Regions from separate parts of the Mus musculus genome. Here regions 1, 3, 4 and 5 are each linked to region 2. A link is a contact called in public HiChIP or PLAC-seq and promoter capture Hi-C data. All regions are on one chromosome and are shown on one strand. Each heading gives the region's core, a stretch centred on a gene start, on an enhancer-like site or on the middle of the called end of the contact. The rest is flanking DNA. Distances are from core to core; before and after follow the strand shown.

What was found. Promoter capture Hi-C pulls out the DNA fragments that hold promoters and counts their contacts. HiChIP or PLAC-seq counts read pairs in DNA pulled down with a chosen protein or histone mark.
Region 1: a promoter capture Hi-C map of liver shows a contact between it and region 2, with 6 times the contacts expected there. The contact joins the enhancer-like site here to the promoter of Otulin in region 2. A contact is called at or near these places in 5 of 39 promoter capture datasets (the 3T3-L1 cell line, hippocampal neurons, liver and 1 more), 1 of 484 Hi-C or Micro-C datasets (liver) and 2 of 115 datasets of contacts at active chromatin or transcription factors (extraembryonic endoderm stem cells and hepatocytes).
Region 3: an H3K27ac HiChIP or PLAC-seq map of embryonic stem cells shows a contact between it and region 2, with 8 times the contacts expected there. The contact joins the enhancer-like site here to the promoter of Otulin in region 2. A contact is called at or near these places in 6 of 39 promoter capture datasets (the 3T3-L1 cell line, hippocampal neurons, liver and 2 more) and 1 of 115 datasets of contacts at active chromatin or transcription factors (embryonic stem cells).
Region 4: a promoter capture Hi-C map of pre-B cells shows a contact between it and region 2. The contact joins the promoter of Retreg1 here to the promoter of Otulin in region 2. A contact is called at or near these places in 4 of 39 promoter capture datasets (the C10 cell line, hippocampal neurons, liver and 1 more).
Region 5: a promoter capture Hi-C map of liver shows a contact between it and region 2, with 8 times the contacts expected there. The contact joins the enhancer-like site here to the promoter of Otulin in region 2. A contact is called at or near these places in 4 of 39 promoter capture datasets (hippocampal neurons, liver and pre-B cells) and 2 of 115 datasets of contacts at active chromatin or transcription factors (extraembryonic endoderm stem cells and hepatocytes).

Annotation. Positions count from the first base shown.
Region 1 is chr15:25,928,067-25,931,669 of GRCm38.p6, forward strand. All of the region lies in intron 3 of Retreg1 (reticulophagy regulator 1), which reads left to right. Among named protein-coding and RNA genes, the nearest start is that of Mir7212, 18 kb to the right of the region's middle. Within about 2 kb of position 2,040, at least 19 of the 459 cell types and tissues checked have an H3K27ac peak or open chromatin away from gene starts, as enhancers often do. A contact at or near this core is called in hepatocytes, hippocampal neurons and liver, where this site is marked.
Region 2 is chr15:27,628,338-27,631,955 of GRCm38.p6, forward strand. Otulin (OTU deubiquitinase with linear linkage specificity) reads right to left here and starts at 2,356. Exons shown (of 7, transcript NM_001013792.2): 1 at 2,121-2,356. The coding sequence starts at 2,272.
Region 3 is chr15:25,803,416-25,807,255 of GRCm38.p6, forward strand. It overlaps Myo10 (myosin X), which reads left to right. Exons shown (of 41, transcript NM_019472.2): 35 at 884-1,181; 36 at 2,096-2,303; 37 at 3,128-3,264; 38 at 3,642-3,762. Among named protein-coding and RNA genes, the nearest start is that of Retreg1, 38 kb to the right of the region's middle. Within about 2 kb of position 2,581, at least 32 of the 459 cell types and tissues checked have an H3K27ac peak or open chromatin away from gene starts, as enhancers often do. A contact at or near this core is called in embryonic stem cells, where this site is marked.
Region 4 is chr15:25,841,164-25,844,657 of GRCm38.p6, forward strand. Retreg1 (reticulophagy regulator 1) reads left to right here and starts at 2,135. Exons shown (of 9, transcript NM_001034851.2): 1 at 2,135-2,449. The coding sequence starts at 2,181.
Region 5 is chr15:25,955,175-25,958,718 of GRCm38.p6, forward strand. All of the region lies in intron 3 of Retreg1 (reticulophagy regulator 1), which reads left to right. Among named protein-coding and RNA genes, the nearest start is that of Mir7212, 8.7 kb to the left of the region's middle. Within about 2 kb of position 1,792, at least 65 of the 459 cell types and tissues checked have an H3K27ac peak or open chromatin away from gene starts, as enhancers often do. A contact at or near this core is called in liver, where this site is marked.

The DNA of each region.
Region 1 (3,603 bases), core at 790-3,289, 1.7 Mb before region 2:
ACAGCCCTATAAATCCCGCCTGTGTGACCGGCTGTGCCTCACATGGCCTTATGTGGTGGGTTGTTTTTTAGTTCCACCCAGAGCCTGCTCAGATAGAACTGCAGATCTCCCATGCACCGGCACGCCCACCCGAACACCAGGCGAGTGACTCAGATGCACTGTCCTCTCTAGGAACCCCCAGAGGCTGACACTGAGTTGCTGAGGCAAAACTGTGACAAGGAGTACGCAAGGAATCACCTTCAGGGAGGAGGGGTAGGAAAGGGGGAGAAGGCTAGATAAAGACCTTCAACTGACCCCTACGGGACTCTCTAGAGCTAGGACAGCCAGACAGTGGCACCCCAAATCTCAGGGAACCTGGCATTTTTATCCCTGGTCTGATCAGCCACTACTGTGTCACTGGGAGAAGCAATTGTCTTTAGCCAAGTTGGTCCCACACACCTCTCCACAACTGGTAAGTCTTCACTGCCTACAGGGATCTGACAACACAATCCACATCGAGCTGCTTGCTGATAGTCCCTCTGTCCTGCAGTTTGGGCATGGCATCTGTAAGCCTCCTTCTTGCCTTAGATCCTTGGCATCTGAGCCCATCTACCCCTCCATAGCTGGTGTATGATTGCAATGCCTCATGGGATCTGTGCAGAGGGCTTCCAACAAATGAGTGCTAATGAGTGAACAGAGCTTGGGATTTTCTTGTCTGTTCCAAAGAGTCAGATTTTTTTTTTCTTGGAAAGAGAGTGAATGCTTGCCTATAATCTTCTTGGTCCATTTGACAAGCACAGTAATCTGCCCCCTATAAACACTGGGAGATTCCCCCAGTGCAGTGTTTAAATTTGTGTACATTTAAGGAGATTGGAGGGATGGCTTTGCATTTAAGAGCACTTGCTGCTTCTTATCAAGGACCTGGGTTCAATTCCCAGAACCCACGTGGTAGCTCCCAGCCATCTATAGTTCTGCTCCATTGGGTCTGACGCCCTCTTCTGGCCTCTGCAGGCATTGCACGAGAGTGGTTCACAAACAGCGTAAGCAAAATACATAGAATAAAAATAAAAAGGTGTGAATTCATCTAGGCTACAGTGCGTATCTGTTTGATCAGACACCCATTATGATGCCCTTGTAAAGGACTTTTTAGATATAATAAGCTCAGCAGTGAACTGTGAATATAGCAACTCCTACTTCATAACTACAGTGTTTGAAAGCCTTGCCAACCCTCTCTCTCCTGAGTACAGGAACGGTGTTTTTGTTGTTGTTGTTTTTGGTTTTGGTTTGTTTTTTCCTTAAGTCAGTCTGTGTATGTGTCCATCCTGTTGTTGCATTTCCCTGAGAAATTTAGCTAATGCTCTTTGGAACCCAGGATTCACTTCTCTGTGCCCAAGTCTTACCCTGACAGTTGTCATGCTCATGGGGGGAGTCCAGGAGCGACTTTGTCTTTTCCAGCCTCAGTCTTGAGCAGACTGGCTTGAGAGTAGCCTTCCTCTGTAGCTATGGGGCTGGTGGTCACTCTCTGTCACCACACAGAACTCAGAAAAGGCTGCTTTGTCGCTGTTGACAGGAACTTCCTGTCTGTTTTCTCACACGAGGCCAGGTGCTCAGCCATGGGGAGAAGGGACAGCCATTGCCCTTCGGAGCAGCGTAAACACGATGTCCTTGCTTGCACATGACGGGGCTCGTGCTGTTCTCTGACCTCTCGTAAAGCTTCTGACACTCGGCGTTCCTTTGCTCTCAACTTATATTTAGGACTGAGTTGATCCTTATATTTTAACTGCCTTCCTGGCCAGAGAAGCCAGCTTAGGAGGAGTCCGAGCAGGGCCACTGTACTTTGACATTTTTAGTATGGCTTGTGATTTTTGTCTCATGAAACAAAAAACAAAACAAAACAAAAAAACCAAAACCAACCAAACAAACAAAAAACCAAGCAGAAAACATGAACTCGAGTTGAAGAGAAAATATTTGTGTTGGCTGTGGATAAGGCTGAAGGCAGAGCTACCGGTGGGAATCTGCTGTGAAAACTCCCGGGAGCTGTGTGGGAGCTTGCCATGGTTTGGTGCTAAAAGTAGGCGCATGCAGTGAGGCCAAGTTTTGTTTTATTTTTAAGCCACGGCTTCATCTAATCGTCTCCAGAGAAGACAAACATGGAAGGTCGGGACGGATGACCCACCTGGCGAGGAAATCCGGGCTTGGTGTATTGAAGTTTTTGGAGATTTTGTCAAAGTTGGGGGGAAAATGACAGCTTGTTACTCTTGGCTTCATGAGAGCACACTGGAAAGAGTTCACAGGGCCCATTCCGTGGACACAGCTCATACCCCAAAAATGCGTGAGCCTGTACAGCATCCTCTATCATGTGCATTCATAGGGATGGATATATGTGTGGACTGCAGACACTTACTGCCCATTTGTGTCCCTGTCCCCTAGCTGCTGGCTTCTGAGGTTGTCTCCTGGCTGGTGTTGACACCGGGTAAGAAGGAGATGGAGTCACTTTGGAAGGAACTCAGGGTCTCACTTGTCATGAGGGCAGTGTCAAGTGGGCAAGTGTGACAACCACAGAGATGGCCTTTAGCTCATGTGAGGGGTTAGAGAATCAACGTTCAGTCAGGGACAAAATCAACTTTGTGCCTGGAACTCTGGCATTAAATAATGCAGAGAGCAGAAGACCGGAACCCGGGTTCATAGGTTGGAGCAATGGAGGAGAAAAGAGCCCCTCCTACATGCCCACACTCCGTTGCATAGGCCTTAAGACTTTGGTCCCTTGGGCCTCACCATTAATTCTTTGAGTGCAGATTGGATTAAGTAGGGAGAGAAAAGATGGCGGCTTGACAGTGTGCCTATCTGAAAACACTGCCTCTGCCAAGTGATCCATTCGACATGACCAGTGGTCAGTCATGTGGGCCCTTTGAACACTGTGTGAGCTGATGCAGCCAGCTTCAAGGTTTTCTTGCTGACTCTCAGTCTAATGCTGAGAAAAACAGGAGACAAACCCAAACAGGAAGCTACCTACAGGACCCACCAGAACTTAGTGGACCTCATGAAAACACAGGAGAGACCCCAGCAATTCTCATCATCTCTGAGTGTCTGTGGATTTAATACTTGACTGCAGTGTGCTGCCCTGAATGGGGTCCGGGGTGTGGGGGGAGTTAGTGAGAAAGCTACTGAGAAACAGATTCTGGAGTTTAGCTGATGGTGATGGACCAGTGTTAGCTTTTTGGTTCGACTTCTTTTGAATGTGTAGGAAGCTGGTAGGGCTCATGACAGGGTATATACCCATCTCTGTGCTGTCCTATGGCTGTTCTGTCATAACCAACATGATTCAACCTAGCCCACAGTAGCAGGTTGGTGTGTACTCCCAGGGGTGGATGGTGCATCTTGGAGCCCATTGTTTCAAGATGCTGGCATGTGGTCAGGGAGTCATGAACAGCCCTAGTAATGTGTACTGGGCTCAGTTTATCAAGATTGACATTTGGGGGCTGTTTAACTCTGGTTTTCTAGCTCATGGCCCATTGAGGGGCACTGTGATTTGAACTGTGTTGGTGACTTGGGGAAGGAGACCCTTAGGGGTGACTATGTGGGTTCTGCTTTATGAGTGGTTTACCTCATTGCTGTGGCAGTGGC
Region 2 (3,618 bases), core at 1,106-3,605:
TAGGACTTACACTCATAACCAATCTCCCTCAAATGTAGTAAAAATAACGCTATAGCATATCTCAAATCATATCCAATCTCACCATGGTCCCTATTTTAAGGTAAAAATATTTTCAATAACTCTGAGTGGAGAGGTCTGACCCCTGAGCCTAACACAGATTTAAACGCACATTCTTAACAGCATTAAATTTATAGCCAAACTATTAAGCGGCTTATATCACATACGCACATATTACACTGTCAACTATTTACTGTTTCTCTGATACGGGACCCTAGAAAAGCCCCACAGAGAGAAAGAGCCCAATCCACTACTCATGTAAGGCTGAGTCAGAAAGGCAAAATGGTCTAGCAGTGTGGTGTATTAACCAGTAATACTTGTGAGTTACACTATACACTAGCCTCATTTCCACACCTGAAGAGTCAAGAGAAAATGGGTCAATTAAAGCCAACACAGGCAGTAAGGAAAAAAAGAAACAGCTAATAACATTCAAATTACAAACATAGGCGTGGTTATAAGCCATGCCTCTCTGTCCAGTGTTGCTGAGGAGGTCAAGAAGAAGGGGGTAAGGGGTAGGGAGTTGGGGGGGGGGGGGGAGGTGTCAAGAACCATGGTCTTAAAATCTCCTACCTGTTTCTCCCTGCCTAACAACACAATCCGCACCTGTTTCCTCAAGAGTGAGATGACAAACCCAGGTTTCAGCTTTAAGACTAACAGCAGTGTGAAGACTCCTTCCCTTTGAGGTCCGTTCCCCAAGGTGTTCGTGAGAACCACCACACCAGAAAACCTTCCAAACAACTGTGTGTACGTTGGAGAATGTGGTTCTGGCCTCAAAGGCTCAGGTATCTTTCAAGGCATGTGAAACTGCTAGGGTAAGACTGAGGTGCAGGGCTTAAAAGGCTGGGCATCCAGGAAAGGAATGGACTAGGAAAGCAGGCTGAAAGGCAGAGCCGTCAGGAAGCAGAGGAAGAGCAGAGGAAAGAGACATCTCTAACCTAGACAGTTTCAACCTGGCAACCACAGACTAGACCAACTCAAACATGGCCCTGTAATATAAAGGAGCTCAATAGAAAGAAAAATAAGTGTCCCTACTTAAGAATCAGGACATTTCATTTAAAAAAACCAGGCTATCTAGATTCATTGACTACAGCAACTATGGCTGAAGCTTAGATAATGCTGACCCAAATAAAGAGCTAAAAGCTCCCCAAGTCCCAAAGCTAACAGACAATGTCACTAACGCTAATTGGCAGCCTAGCTCTTAGAGAAGGTTAAGGCTTCCCACTCTATACCTTTCCTGTTACCACTAGCTCATTACAGGAATAATTACCATCACACTCGGGCGCTCAATAAACGAAAGCGGTCAAAGCCCACCGCAAAGCACCTCACAACTGAGCTGCTATTATATCCCGTCTTCCTTAACAAGGCTTCAAAAGACCCCTTCTTAGGAAATTGAAAGAGCTCTAAAGGTCCATCTAGACACACCTTATGCTTTAACTTTTGGATCATAAGAAAACTGACTGTCGGAGCTTTTGATTTTCTAAGTCCAAAGACATCTAGAACTGTGCCACGAACTCAGTAGACACCTCCAAACCCTGCACAGTGAAATCGCTTCTAACTTACTGTTTTTCTTCACAGTCAATAAGGAACTGCTCTAAAACTGTGTGCCTGTGTGTGTGTGTGTGTGTGTGTGTGTGTGTAAAAGCAAAGAGTGGTAGGAATACCTAGCCAGGGTCTGACGGGGTAAAACGGAGAGGGCCAGCCTGTGGCCAAAGTCTGTCCAACAGGTGGGAAACTCTTCAAGTGGTGACATCGCAGGACAATTCTGTGGCTGTTACTGGGGCGAACTCACTTCCTCCGAGCTAGGTTAGGGGAAAAGAGCTACAGGGAGTCAGTGGATCATTAAAGGGGCCTCTCTGGATTTCTTTCCCAAATTCCTAGCGCTTTCCCTAACTTCAGGATTGGACAGTTGTCAAAGCGGGAGTGTGGCGGCCTGGGTGACCGAGCTGTGACAGGGTCCACACTCCCGACTCTCTACTGCTCGGTCTGGGTAGCCGACCTGAAACCGAGGGAACCCACGCAGCCCCGCGCCCGCGCCCGCTCCCACGCCCGCCCCGCTCACTCACTGCTCGGCCGGGCATCGCGTCGCGGCCCGGGGCTGCGCGCCGGCCGTCACCTTCCCGCCGTCCCGCGCCGCGGCCCCGGCCTCGCGCGCCGGCGTCTCGGCGCAGCTTGCACCGGGCCACGCTCCGGGCTGGGGCATGGTTCCCCGACTCATCCGCGGCCACGCCGGGCCCTGCCGTCCCGCCGTCCGGAGCCGTGGCTGCGCTGCCCCGCACCCCGCGAGGTCCGCAGAGCGCTTCCGTAAGCGTCACTGTGGCCCGCCCCGCGACCTTTGACCTGCAGCAAGGGGGCGTGGCGAGAGGCTAGGGGACCTGGAACGGGCGGGGCTGGGAATGGAGGGAGGACGCCTGCGCAGAGCGGATTTGAGCCGCGGAGCCTGGAGCGGCCCGCGCCGTGTGCCCACTGCGCATGTCCGGGCTCAGTAGGTGGTGTTGGGGGATGTTGGAGGCTGGGCAGGACACGCGGCTGGGCGGTGTGGAGTTGAGAGAGTTAGGATGCCGGGTAGTACTTACCTCGGTACAGAACTTCATCCTTGGTCCCCTAAAAGTTCTGCTGGCACCGTTCCTCAGTGCCAGCGCGGCCTCTGGAGCCCACGTGGCCTTGACCTCGGCTGTGGGGTCGTAGTTGAGCAAGCACAACATTCTGTGCCATCTTGAATTAGATTGCTTCATGTGATCGATTTAAGAGTAAGAGTAAAGGGCTGACATTAACAGATTTCCAAGGTATGACCGTGGAGGCGCAGAAGCCGGGGAGAGTGGGTGAGTTAGTAGGCATGGCTCCAGCCTTGAGGCAGAACCCGAGTATGGAGCAATAGCGAGGCAGGGACATTTCGGAAGCCTGCAGATAGGTTCAGGGGCAGAACCGAAAAGTAAGATTGGAAGTCAGATCATAAAAAGCCAAGTTTAGATTGATAAGCTTGAGCTTCGTCTTTTCCGTGTTCTCTCTATAAGGCCATTTATGAAAGATCATTTTTGCCTGCAGTTAAATATTAAAGCATAGGACTAAACTGATGTTCAGAGGTGAGGGGAGCACACTAGTGTTAAACATCCCCAAGGCTGATTGGGTGATTAAAACGTCCTTGATTATGGAGAGCTAGAATATTACCGATTAGGAGTAAGCTGCACAGTCTTGGGCGATCTTCAGTTCTCCTTAATAGCCATTTATTGCCAACCTCATTATAGCTTTTAGGTAAATCATTGGGATCTACAGACTTACGGCCAGAATAACATCAGATCACATAACAAACATTTAACAAACATTTCTACCATCTACCTGATGCGTTTTAGAAAGACCTTTGACTTAATGTTTGATTTGTTCTGTTACTATTTAAAAAAACAAACAAACAAACAAAAAAGCAAGGAAGCCATTAGGCTGGAGCATATGGAGACTATTTGGAATAAGTCAAATCTGTGTTCCTGGACCATTGTGCCTCATATTTCCTTGGCTCCAGACTAAACTATCTTACTTTCTTTCAGGGGAGGGCTATGTTCTTTGTAAAGA
Region 3 (3,840 bases), core at 1,331-3,830, 1.8 Mb before region 2:
GAGCCTCGTAACTTTGTTCTAACGTGGAAGCAGTGCTACCTCAGAGAGTCTCTAAGTCATTCCAGACAGGAAAGAGACGGTAAAACATGCTCAAGTACAGATGTAAGGCAGCGGTTTATCAACCTGAGTCACGACCCTGCTGGGGGTTCGCGTATTGGGTATCGTGCGTATCAGATACTTAACAATTCATAGCGGAAGCAAAGTTACAGTTAGGAAGTAGCCGTGAAGTAATTGTGTGGTTGGGGTCAGCACAGCAGGAGGAAGTGTATTAAAGAAGCAGCATTAGGGCTAGGAAGGTTGAGACATTAGAGAGTGCTTCTCCATGAATTCAGGGCAATCCTTAGAGTGAGTATACAGTGCCTGTTGGACTGTGGTAGGAAGGTGTGCCTATCCAGCCCTTCTGTCTTTAACTGTCAATACACCATCCAGTGAGTTGTCTATATGTTCATTCCTTCATTATGAAGTGGCTTCGTAGCATGGTGTCAGCAGCGGCAGCTTGCGGGAGGTACGCAGCACATCCGAGACGCGTGAGGCAAGGCTACGGTCTGTAGAGGATTCATTGCAGTTTTGCCTGACAGTATTCTCAAGTTCTAATGGATTGACAGGAGATGTAACCTGTCATTTTTAGTCAAGGTACATAGGTCCTAGACAGTATCACGTCTTAAGCAAGAGAGCTGTCCAACTATAGTTCAGGTTTTAATCAAGCAGGTTCTGTACTAAAACCTCAGCTGTCTTAACAGAGCAGTGCAGCTCGCTCGCCTCTGCGCGGACATTCCTTAGAAGTGGCTGCTTGTCCCCACCCCCATCCCTTCCTTTAGTCTCCTGCGCCTGTCATAACTTCTTCCAGCCCCTCCAGTGATTTCGGTTGGCTTTCTTTCCCTAGTGCTGAAAGACAAAGGCTACACGACCCTTCAGGACGAAGCCATCAAGATATTCAATTCTCTCCAACAACTGGAGTCCATGTCCGACCCCATCCCTATCATCCAGGGCATCCTGCAGACCGGGCACGACCTGCGGCCTCTGCGGGATGAACTGTATTGTCAGCTCATCAAACAGACCAACAAGGTGCCCCATCCCGGCAGCGTGGGCAACCTTTACAGCTGGCAGATCCTGACCTGCCTCAGCTGCACCTTCCTGCCGAGCCGCGGGATCCTCAAATACCTCAAGTTCCACCTGAAAAGGTAGAGCACTAGGCCAGGGGGCACTTTTGAAAGAAGCTGGGCAGAGCTTACAGAGGTATAATCCACCATTGCGACATCAAACGCTGCGACAGGGCTCTCCAGCCCGACCCACAGGGCCCCTCAAGCAAGTGTGTATGACTTAGATGTCCTCTTGCCCTTTAAGCCGAATGAAGAATCAAGCCACTAATGTATTCATGCTGGGTACATTTAATTACTCTCTCTATAGAAAACCCCAACTTTGATTGTGTGTGTGTGTGTGTGTGTGTGTGTGTGTGTGTGAACTGACTTAGTTCTTATCAGATTTTATTCTGAGGTTGACAGCGTGAGGTTATGGAATACTTTTAGGTAAAAAAATGGCTACGTAGGTGAATCTCTGAGTAGTCTGTCTAATCTCATTGTTCTGTGTGTGGCAAAGGCAGCTAACAAGTCTCATTTTGCTCAACTGTGGCAAACAACATTTAAAGCTGGACACGGTGTCTTGTTTTGGTAATCTCCTCACTGAGGCAGGAGGAACGAGAGTTCAAGGCCAGCCTAGATAGAGTACATCGTGAACCCCTACATTAACAAAGAAAGGCCAGGTGTAGGCATGGCGTGCACACATTTAATCCCAGCAGGAGGCAGATGCAGGCAGATCTTTTTGAATTCAAGGCCATGGCCCAAGGCATTATAATTTTGGTTATTAGCGGTGCCACATAAAAAAAAAAAAAAACTGGCAGCGGACTACCCGCAACGTAGGTTCTTTACTTTTTCCATGTCTGAACTAAAGCTGGACCTAACCAGAAAGACACTGCCATTCACTCCTGTCACCACAAGGGGGCAGCCTCCCAGCCTCTGCTGCTGAACCCTCCCCACATCCCAGCTCCCTCTGGCCAGCCTGTGTCTATCTCCAGTTCACAGTCACCTTTGTCTCCCAGGATACGGGAACAGTTCCCAGGAACCGAGATGGAGAAGTACGCCCTCTTTATCTACGAATCCCTTAAGAAAACCAAATGCAGAGAGTTTGTGCCTTCCCGAGATGAAATCGAAGCTCTGATCCACCGGCAGGAAATGACGTCCACAGTGTATTGCCATGGCGGAGGCTCCTGCAAGATCACCATCAACTCCCACACCACAGCCGGGGAGGTAGGGAATGCCGACAGTCAATCGCCTTGTGCTTGTTGCACACTGGCCCATACGCCTGTGGTACCTGAATGTGTGTTTATGCTCAGTGTATCCGCTCAACAAGCAAGGAAGTCAGTACAGCCAGCAGCCAAGCGCACGCACACACACACACACACACACACACAGTAGAGGTAAAAGTTGAGTTACGTGCAAATGCAAAGCTCCACCTAAGCCAGTGTCCCTCAGACGTAATCTCCCCCATCTTGAACGTGTCTAGATCTGCAATGGGGAAACCCTGTGAGAAGGGTGTGTCGAGTCTCTTCGGCCACCAGGTGTCTCTCTGTGCCTGCCATGAGAATGTGGAGAATACCACATCAGAAGAGCACATTTTCCCCTGACCTCTTAAATCAAGCCCAACAAAAGCTTGGAATGATGGTGGCGTTGCTAATTAAGCCTTAGGAGCCTTTTGAAGTGACTCATCATTAGAAATCGCCACTGTTTCTCAAGGCTTATCAATATATCGGATAAAAGATGGGACTTAGGGGTTTCATTTATTTTTCCAACTACTGAGGCTTTGCAAAAAAAGAAAACCGTAAGTTAGTGGTCCTCCTCTCCCCTGCCCCTCCCCCCACGCCCCGGGGAGGGGAGGGAAGAAGAAAGTCAAAGCTGAATTTATCAAGACAGTAAGAGCAAGCCAGTACATGCTCAGGCTCCGGGGCAGCAGTCTCAGAGGGCTGTGTGGACCCTGCCACACCAGCCTCTCCCTCCGACAGATGACGTCGTATGCATGTAAAGCGCATGGCGGCAGCAGCGTCTGAGCTGAGAGCCCCTGATGTGTCTTCCAGGTGGTGGAGAAGCTGATCCGAGGGCTCGCCATGGAGGACAGCAGGAACATGTTTGCCTTGTTTGAGTACAACGGACAGGTGGACAAGGCCATCGAAAGCCGGACCATCGTAGCTGACGTCCTGGCAAAGTTTGAAAAGTAAGTTCCTCCCCTTCAAAACGCCTGGAGAACACGTGTGTTTGCGTTAGTTTATATTTTACCCTTGTTAATCTATTTACCTTTTCCTCTCTGCCACCTGTTGGCCCTCTTTGCTTGAAAGCTTTCTCTTTATTATCTACCCTAAAGTGGAACCTGGCTGGAACAATGCACTTTCCCTCTGGTTAAACTACCCAGGAGATCTGACAAGGACTGCCTTGCTATTTTGTTTGTGTGACGACCCCTTGTGTCACCTCTTTGTCCCATCATATGGTAGGACAGCTTCATCTTCAGAGTACGCTGTGTGAAATCAGCCCTCTGTGGGTTACCATGGCCCATTTCTGGTTTTGCTCTGAGACTTTTGTGGCTTCTGCCTGTAGGCTAGCTGCCACGTCAGAAGCCGGGGACGCGCCATGGAAATTCTACTTCAAACTTTATTGCTTCCTGGACACCGACAGCATGCCAAAAGACAGCGTGGAGTTTGCGTTTATGTTTGAACAGGTAAAAGGAACTCCAAGAGACAGATTCTTTTCCTTTGTCAGAGACAAGAGAGAGAAGCCCATTACTGCAGCAAATAAA
Region 4 (3,494 bases), core at 885-3,384, 1.8 Mb before region 2:
TGCATTCCACAAGTTTTCAGTAATTATTAGAGGTCAGAAGTAAAGGAGGACATAGGGATAGAGGGATTAATCCAGCCTTTGTCTGAGCAGCCTTTTCTCTATAGTATTTTGGTGGGGGGCGGGGGACGGAGAAGAAAACCCTTCAGAAATCAGAGCTATTCTGGAAAGATTCATCATTAAAGGGAGACAATGAAGATGGAAATCACCCATAGCAGCCAGAGGGTAGCTTTTTGGTGACTCCCTTGCCAGCAGCTTTTACTGCATCCACAGATCCAGACAACAGATAATTAGAATTCAGGGGGAGGAGGAACTCGAAGAATCTTGTAAACTTGTTCCTGAAAGTTTATCAGTCCTGGGTTTGGACCACAGGGACACCAGTTCTACAATCCCACCGCCCTGCGTCCTCAGCTCATGTCCCTGTCAAGTACTAAACAAAGCCCAAATCACATCAAAAAGCATCTTTATCCACCCCAAGCTCCTCCACCAAGGCCAAGAAGGTCCCACATTGGACAAAGTTCTTTGGGTGGGAAGGATGACTGAATTGTTCCCATACTGCCTTTTCCTTGCTTCCAGAACCTCTCTGCATGGAGCTGTCACCCGGATGGCAAGTTGTCATTGCAGAGTAACAATGTCCTTGAAGAAAACAATGACTGATCTATACCTGCAACTCATGTGACCTTTTCCCAAGCAGAACTCCCAACAGAGAGCCCTGCTCCCTCTGGCCACGCCCACCGTGAGTCTCTGAGCTTTAACAAGTCAAGAGCTACATCCCAAACCCTTCTGAAACCTGATTTTTGGATGCAGTTTAAAGGAGAAATCTCTTGGCACTGAGGATTTCCATCACAGCGTTTATCAATTGTAAGTGATACCTTTTGGACTGTGAGTCTCTTGCAGGTAGAAGTCACATCCACAGGACCCAGCAGTGTACCAGGCACACAGTGGGTGGTCAACCAACTTTTGTGTGAACCCTAGACTTGTGATTCCTTCAAATACAACATTCATTTAGATAACTGTCCACGTCTAGCCTGTAATGTGTAAATAAATGTTTACATTCATAGACACAGAGGCCCTCTAGATTAGCATTACAAACTTTAACCCAGGGGCGGTGGTCTCTCTTTGCTTTGAGAACGCACCAAATTCATCCCGTGAATGCAGGCTGGATACAGAGTATGCCCAGAGGATACCAGGTACCCCTGATGCATCGACTCTCATGATTGCAGGAGGGGATTTCATTCTAGAGAAACGAACAGAGACTGGACATGCACAGCAGTCCTTTAGTTTTTCCCACAACCAGGAGAACCACATGGGGAGCTCCGGTATTCTTCGACCTCTGAGGCCGCCCTGTGACAGGCACATCGGATCTACTGAAACACCTCTAAAACTTGGCACACTAGCAGAGGCAGGCCACAGGCCACCCTCTGCCTTCTCTGCTTCCTGATCAGCTCAATGACATTCTGCAAAGAACAACTCACTTAACTGGAAGCGACTTTCACCAGCGTGTGCCCTGTGGTCTGGCGGGTCCTCACTCTTGAAATCAGAGGGCCAAACCGGTTCTTCCTTGACTCCAAGTGTGCTTTTCTTCCTTTCCCAAGTCAGCGTTTCTATCTGACACAGTTAGGCAGGGTGTTCCTGCAAGGGACCTGGACAAGGGCTGAGTCCTAAGTGCTAAAATACATGGCCAGGGGCACCCAGCTATTTTCTTCAATACTAAAGGATGGACGACTTGTCTGCTCTGGCTGGAGAAAGTGAGAATGCACCACCTTCCCCCTTTTAAAATCCAAAGCCCAGACTTCCCTTGGGGGCGAGTCCTCTACCTGGCCCCCTCAACTGGAAGGAAAGAGGAAGTATTTTCGTTGGTCCCAGGCTCTCCAGGGACGCCGCCCAGCTAGCACCCACGGATCCGAGCCCAGGATGTGCAGCCAGACCCAGGGCGGCCCCGCCCCTACACGAACTTGACCGCACCCTCTTTCCCGGCGCGGCCAGGCCTGACGTCACAAGGCACCCAGCCGCCAGCACCCCGCGGTGCGCACCCTGCGCCCCGACCGGTCCCCCGTTGTCTCCGCTGCTCTCCCGACGCTCACCGCCAGGCGCGCGCGCGCGCGTGCCCGCCCACCCGCCCGCCCGCCTCCCTCCCTGTCCCCGTCCCCATCCCCGTCCCCGCCAGCAAAACACCGCTGAAGATGGCGAGCCCGGCGCCCGAGGAGCACGCCACACAAGGATGCCCGGCTACCGAGGAGCAGCCGCCGCGGCCTGGAGTTCCCGGAGAGGAAGCAGGGCCAGAGGGCGCGGGGCCGCAGGTGGAGGAGGCCGCCGGGAGGGTGGCCGCCGCCCTGACCTGGCTGCTCGGGGAACCCGTGCTGTGGCTGGGCTGGCGCGCAGACGAGCTCCTGAGCTGGAAGAGGCCGCTGCGCAGCCTGCTCACCTTCCTGGGTGCCAACCTGCTGTTCTGGTGAGCGCTCGGGCTGGGTGGGGGCGCCCCAGAGGGCAGGTCACCTTGGGGCGCCCATGGCCGGATGTGGCCTGGCTGGGGGGGTTGCGGGGGCCTCTGCGGTGGAAGTGAAGCCTGGTCCCACTTGCTTGGTCACCTGTCTGAAACAGGTAGTCACCCATTTCAACTTTCCTCTAGACGCACTTCCCTGTGAGTGGCTGTCACCCTTGCTGCGGGTGTCCAGTCTCCAAGGGGAGGTGATGATGGTCAGCTGACCCACGTGAGCTCCTGTATCTAGGGATGGTCCAGAGCTCTTGAAAACTTCGGCCCTGGTATTGTTAACTCTCAGGTCTTGACCTGTACTTTCAAGTATGGGGGGTTCAGAGGCCCGAGGGCTTGAATTAATTTTTTGCACCCGCGGAGGCATATCTGGGCCACCTTAGGTACATTCTATATGCTGCTGCCTTCGTGGGCCACCAGAGATGGGCAGTGAATGATTTGTTTTTCTTTCCCCTGGAGGGTAGGGTTTACTGTCTTAGATCCCAGATGAGAAAGCAGGAGGTAAACAAACAGGTGGATTAGGTACAGCGCCCCGCCCCAAGACTGCACAGCTGTGGGGGTGGGGTGGAGGTGGAGGTGGGGGGTGGGTGGGTAGTAATTTCAGAGAAACTCCAGAGGGAATAGGGGAGGGATTTTCTTTGAGTAGCCCCCAATCAACAGGTTTGCCTCACCAGAAAGTGTTCTGCCTAGGTAAGCATCAGGCAGCGTCTGGCTCCATCACGGAACCATGAGCCGTATCGTCTGGTACTAGTTCATCAAGGGGGAAAAAAAACCTTTGTTTGCTAAGTGCCTTCATAACAAACAGGGCCCTCGAAGTTCCGAATAAGCAGTTTCCCTAACAAGTACCTATTTACAGGACGTAGGTTTCTTAACCCCAAAGTTGGGAAATAAATAAATGCATAAAAAGAGACGTAGCCTGTTATTTTTTTCTTCAAGATTAATAACTTGAGCAACGTGAAGGATTTTCTTCAGCTCCCCGCTGGTCTTGGTTTACTCTGAAAACGAG
Region 5 (3,544 bases), core at 542-3,041, 1.7 Mb before region 2:
CACACCGCCAAATTCATACTGCACCCATTTAACCCTCATGCTGCCCGTGGGTACTGCATTATGCTAATTTACCATTAACACCTGCACCATCTACACCATATCAAGTTTTTTTCAAAATATACACGAGTTTAGCAGAGCAGAGATACCCCGTTGAGAATGCAGTTGATTTTATGCCCAGTAGGGTGTGGTCATTTGGCATGGATATATTCTTTTCATAGCTGCTAATTATTTCATTCAACTGATGGCTTACCTACAGAAAGAAACAAATAAGTACACTCTTTAAAGAAAGGCTCAAGGCATGAATGTGACCTACAGTCAAACGGTCCACCGTGTTGGTTAGTAGCTGATACCTGTGCAATGCAGGAGAGTCATCAAGTTTTTTTTCCAGAACCCATGTTATCCTTCTTTATCATATACATCACAATTAATTTTCTTTTGTATTAATTAATGATTAATTAATTAATTGGCCTTTGTATTAGACACAAGTTGGAATGACTCGGCAATTCTGTCAGTTTGGGCTCAGACCCAGTGTCATTAGTCTAATCTCTAAAGAGCAAAATCAGGAATTATGTTGTCCATTGATCGTTTTTCAATTCTAAGAAACATATTCTTTTAAAAAAAAATTGTCACCAGTTTCATACCTCTAAACCTAAGATCCAAAAACCAGGGAATGGACATTTACTTCTGAGCCCAAGTGCAATAAATCCTGGACTGTAATTTGCTGGAAACTACAGATCAAATAGAATTCGAAGTTGGCATACTCCCTCCACAATAACAGGTTGCTTTCCGTGAAGCCTGGTTCTTGACTCTGATTTTTATCTGCCCTTTGAGGATAGAGTGGAAGTCTTTTCCTGCTTCGGGACAGACAGGGAAGTGATTGAATCAAATCTTGGCGTTGGTATTCAAGAAGGACGGGCCTCTTAGTCTTCCACATGTCTCCATTGAGTGCTTGCTTGCCTTATACTTGGGAAGGTCATTTCCTTGCTTGGGACCTTGTCTTATAGAGCCTAGTTATTAGACACTAACAAAGGCAGAAAAGTTGAAAATGGCTGGTGTCTTATCCTCAGGCACGTCAAAAGAATCTCCCAGCTAGCAGAAGAAAGCATCCTTCTAGATGGTGGATTAGATAATCGTGTCTCCCTGTCCCAAAGTGGCACTGCTTAGTTTGAGATACATGGGGGAAGGACAGTCTCAAGGACTGGCCAATTCCTGTTCCTTTTCAAACTAGGGAGGGAGGGAGGGAGGGAGGGAGGGAGGGAGGGAGGGAGGGAGGGAGGGAGGGGTGTGTGTGCATGCATGCATGATTGTGTGTAAGTGTACATGTTTGTGTGCGTGTTCGTGTATGAGGGGTCTAAACAGAACACTAAGTTGCCCAAAGAAGGTGGGGCTCAGCTTCTGTGGGTAAGAAAAACAGGCACGGAGCTGGCGCCTCTTTGTCCCTGTCCCTGGGAGAAGGTGCTCCTTGCCTAATTGGTCTGAGAAAGTGAGAGACCGCTCTGAGCACTCTGTAATTGTTTAATCTCTTGCTTGCTTGTTTAATCCTCCAGTTGACACATCCCATTTGCTTCGTCATGGCTCTAATTCTGTGTGTGGAGAGAGACATTTCCCTGTCCTTATTTTGTTCCTCTCCCTACACATATTCACTCATAGAGGGCATAGCAAGTCTCCAGGGGATTAAGAAAAAATTCCGACACGTTACACTAAGAAATGGTAAAGTGTGTAACCAGATATTGACTGACCTTTCTAAGAAAAATTCAACAGGAATTAGCATCAACAGATGGTCACCAGCAGTGAGCATGAGACCCTGAGTCACTCGCTGAGAATGAAAGGTCTCTAGGCCAAAACGTATTTATAGGTGTGAGGGCTGCACCAGCTGTTTGTCACAGTTGCTAGGTGACAAGTTATTACAAATCTTTTTTTAAAAGCTTGTTACATTGGACGATGACATGGCTAACTTTCTGAAAAATACTGTTTAGCTTCGATTTATGTATACTTCCTATCTCTAATAAAATCACACTGTGAAACAGTCTCCCATAGTGCTCTGCCAGGAATCTTCTAAGTATGTTTGAATGTGATTATTGGATCACGAATTCACACATGACTATGGAAAATCTACAAAGTTACCAGAGAAGTGTGTGTGAGGCAAGCACTGGAACAAGCGAGCTCTGTCCCCAGGCCTTTCTGCTTGTCTCAGAGAGCTCAGAAGAGAGTCCACAACATTTTTAATGTGATTTAAAATCCAATGGGGAGTGAGCATTACAAGGATCATAAACCATCACAGTGGAATTTCTGCATGAAGACAATAGAAAAAGCATGGCTTCCAGTAACAGATCTCCTGAGCCCCATTTTCTCTGGGGGTAAAATGGAGACTGGCACACCAGTCCTGACTCGCAGGGTGCTGTGGTGACTTGTTGAGAGAACAAGGATCACGTAGTGATGATCTGAGACAGTGCTTGCCGATGAAGCCCTTAGCAGACCGCAGTCAGGGCCGTCCGTCATTATACAGAAGGATATAATTTAGTCTGAGCAGCTGGCCCCAGACTGTAGGATGGCTACTGGGAACTGCATAGAAACTGCTACTGTGCTTGAAAGAGAGAAGAGGCCCAAGTTTGGCCTAGAACCAGGGCTGCTCTTTACCTGTCTCTATTTTGACTCATTTCGTCGTAGTTAGGGATGGATGCCCTCTGCCATTCGTCTCTGAAGTGATCTGTATGTTCCAGTGTGGACCGTGTACTTCCTGTGCCGGTCACTCCTGTTCCATGTGACCTTGAGCCACACAGATAAAGAATCTAGACTTCAACTTCCTCGGCAGTAACCTGGAATATAATAAATCAGACATGATCACTAAAATGAGGTTATTGAGTTTCTAAGTGTCGGAAGAGTCCCTGTCCCCTGGAAGGTGTTGTCTGCTCATGACACTCTGGACTTGAAATGGGTTTCTCTGTTTATCTGAATCATTATTCAATCTCCCTGGCTCTTTTCAACTTAAAAAAAAAGTTACCTAAATAAAAAGTCTTGCTAATCTGTGTAATCTTATTCTACAATTATTTTTAATAATTGTCTGCCTCATAATTTAAAATGTATAGTTTTCAGTTATTTTAGCTTAAAATGTGTTAGTTCTTTATTTTGTTACAAATGGCAGAAATAAAACTGAAAAACAGCTTTATGAAAAGGAAATTGGCCTTAGTCTGTAGATGGCCTTGCTGTGTACATTGCTTCTTGGTTTTAGCAGTACTAAGAATTCAAACTGGACCTTCAAGATTCATTTATATTCTAGTCCCTCCCCCAACACACATAACATACAGCACACACACACACACACACACACACACACACACACACACTTGGTTTTTCCTGTCCCTCTCTTTCCCATCTCTTTGGTAATTATCTCCTTTAACAAGTTAAAAATATGTGAAAATATTAAAAATGTTTTGTTTTGAAAAATAGTCTTCACTTTTAAATAGACTTTGCACTTTGGGACAGTCTATAGCCACACAGCAACAAGTTTATCCTACCCTGTCCACAGCAATGAAAACATTTTGTA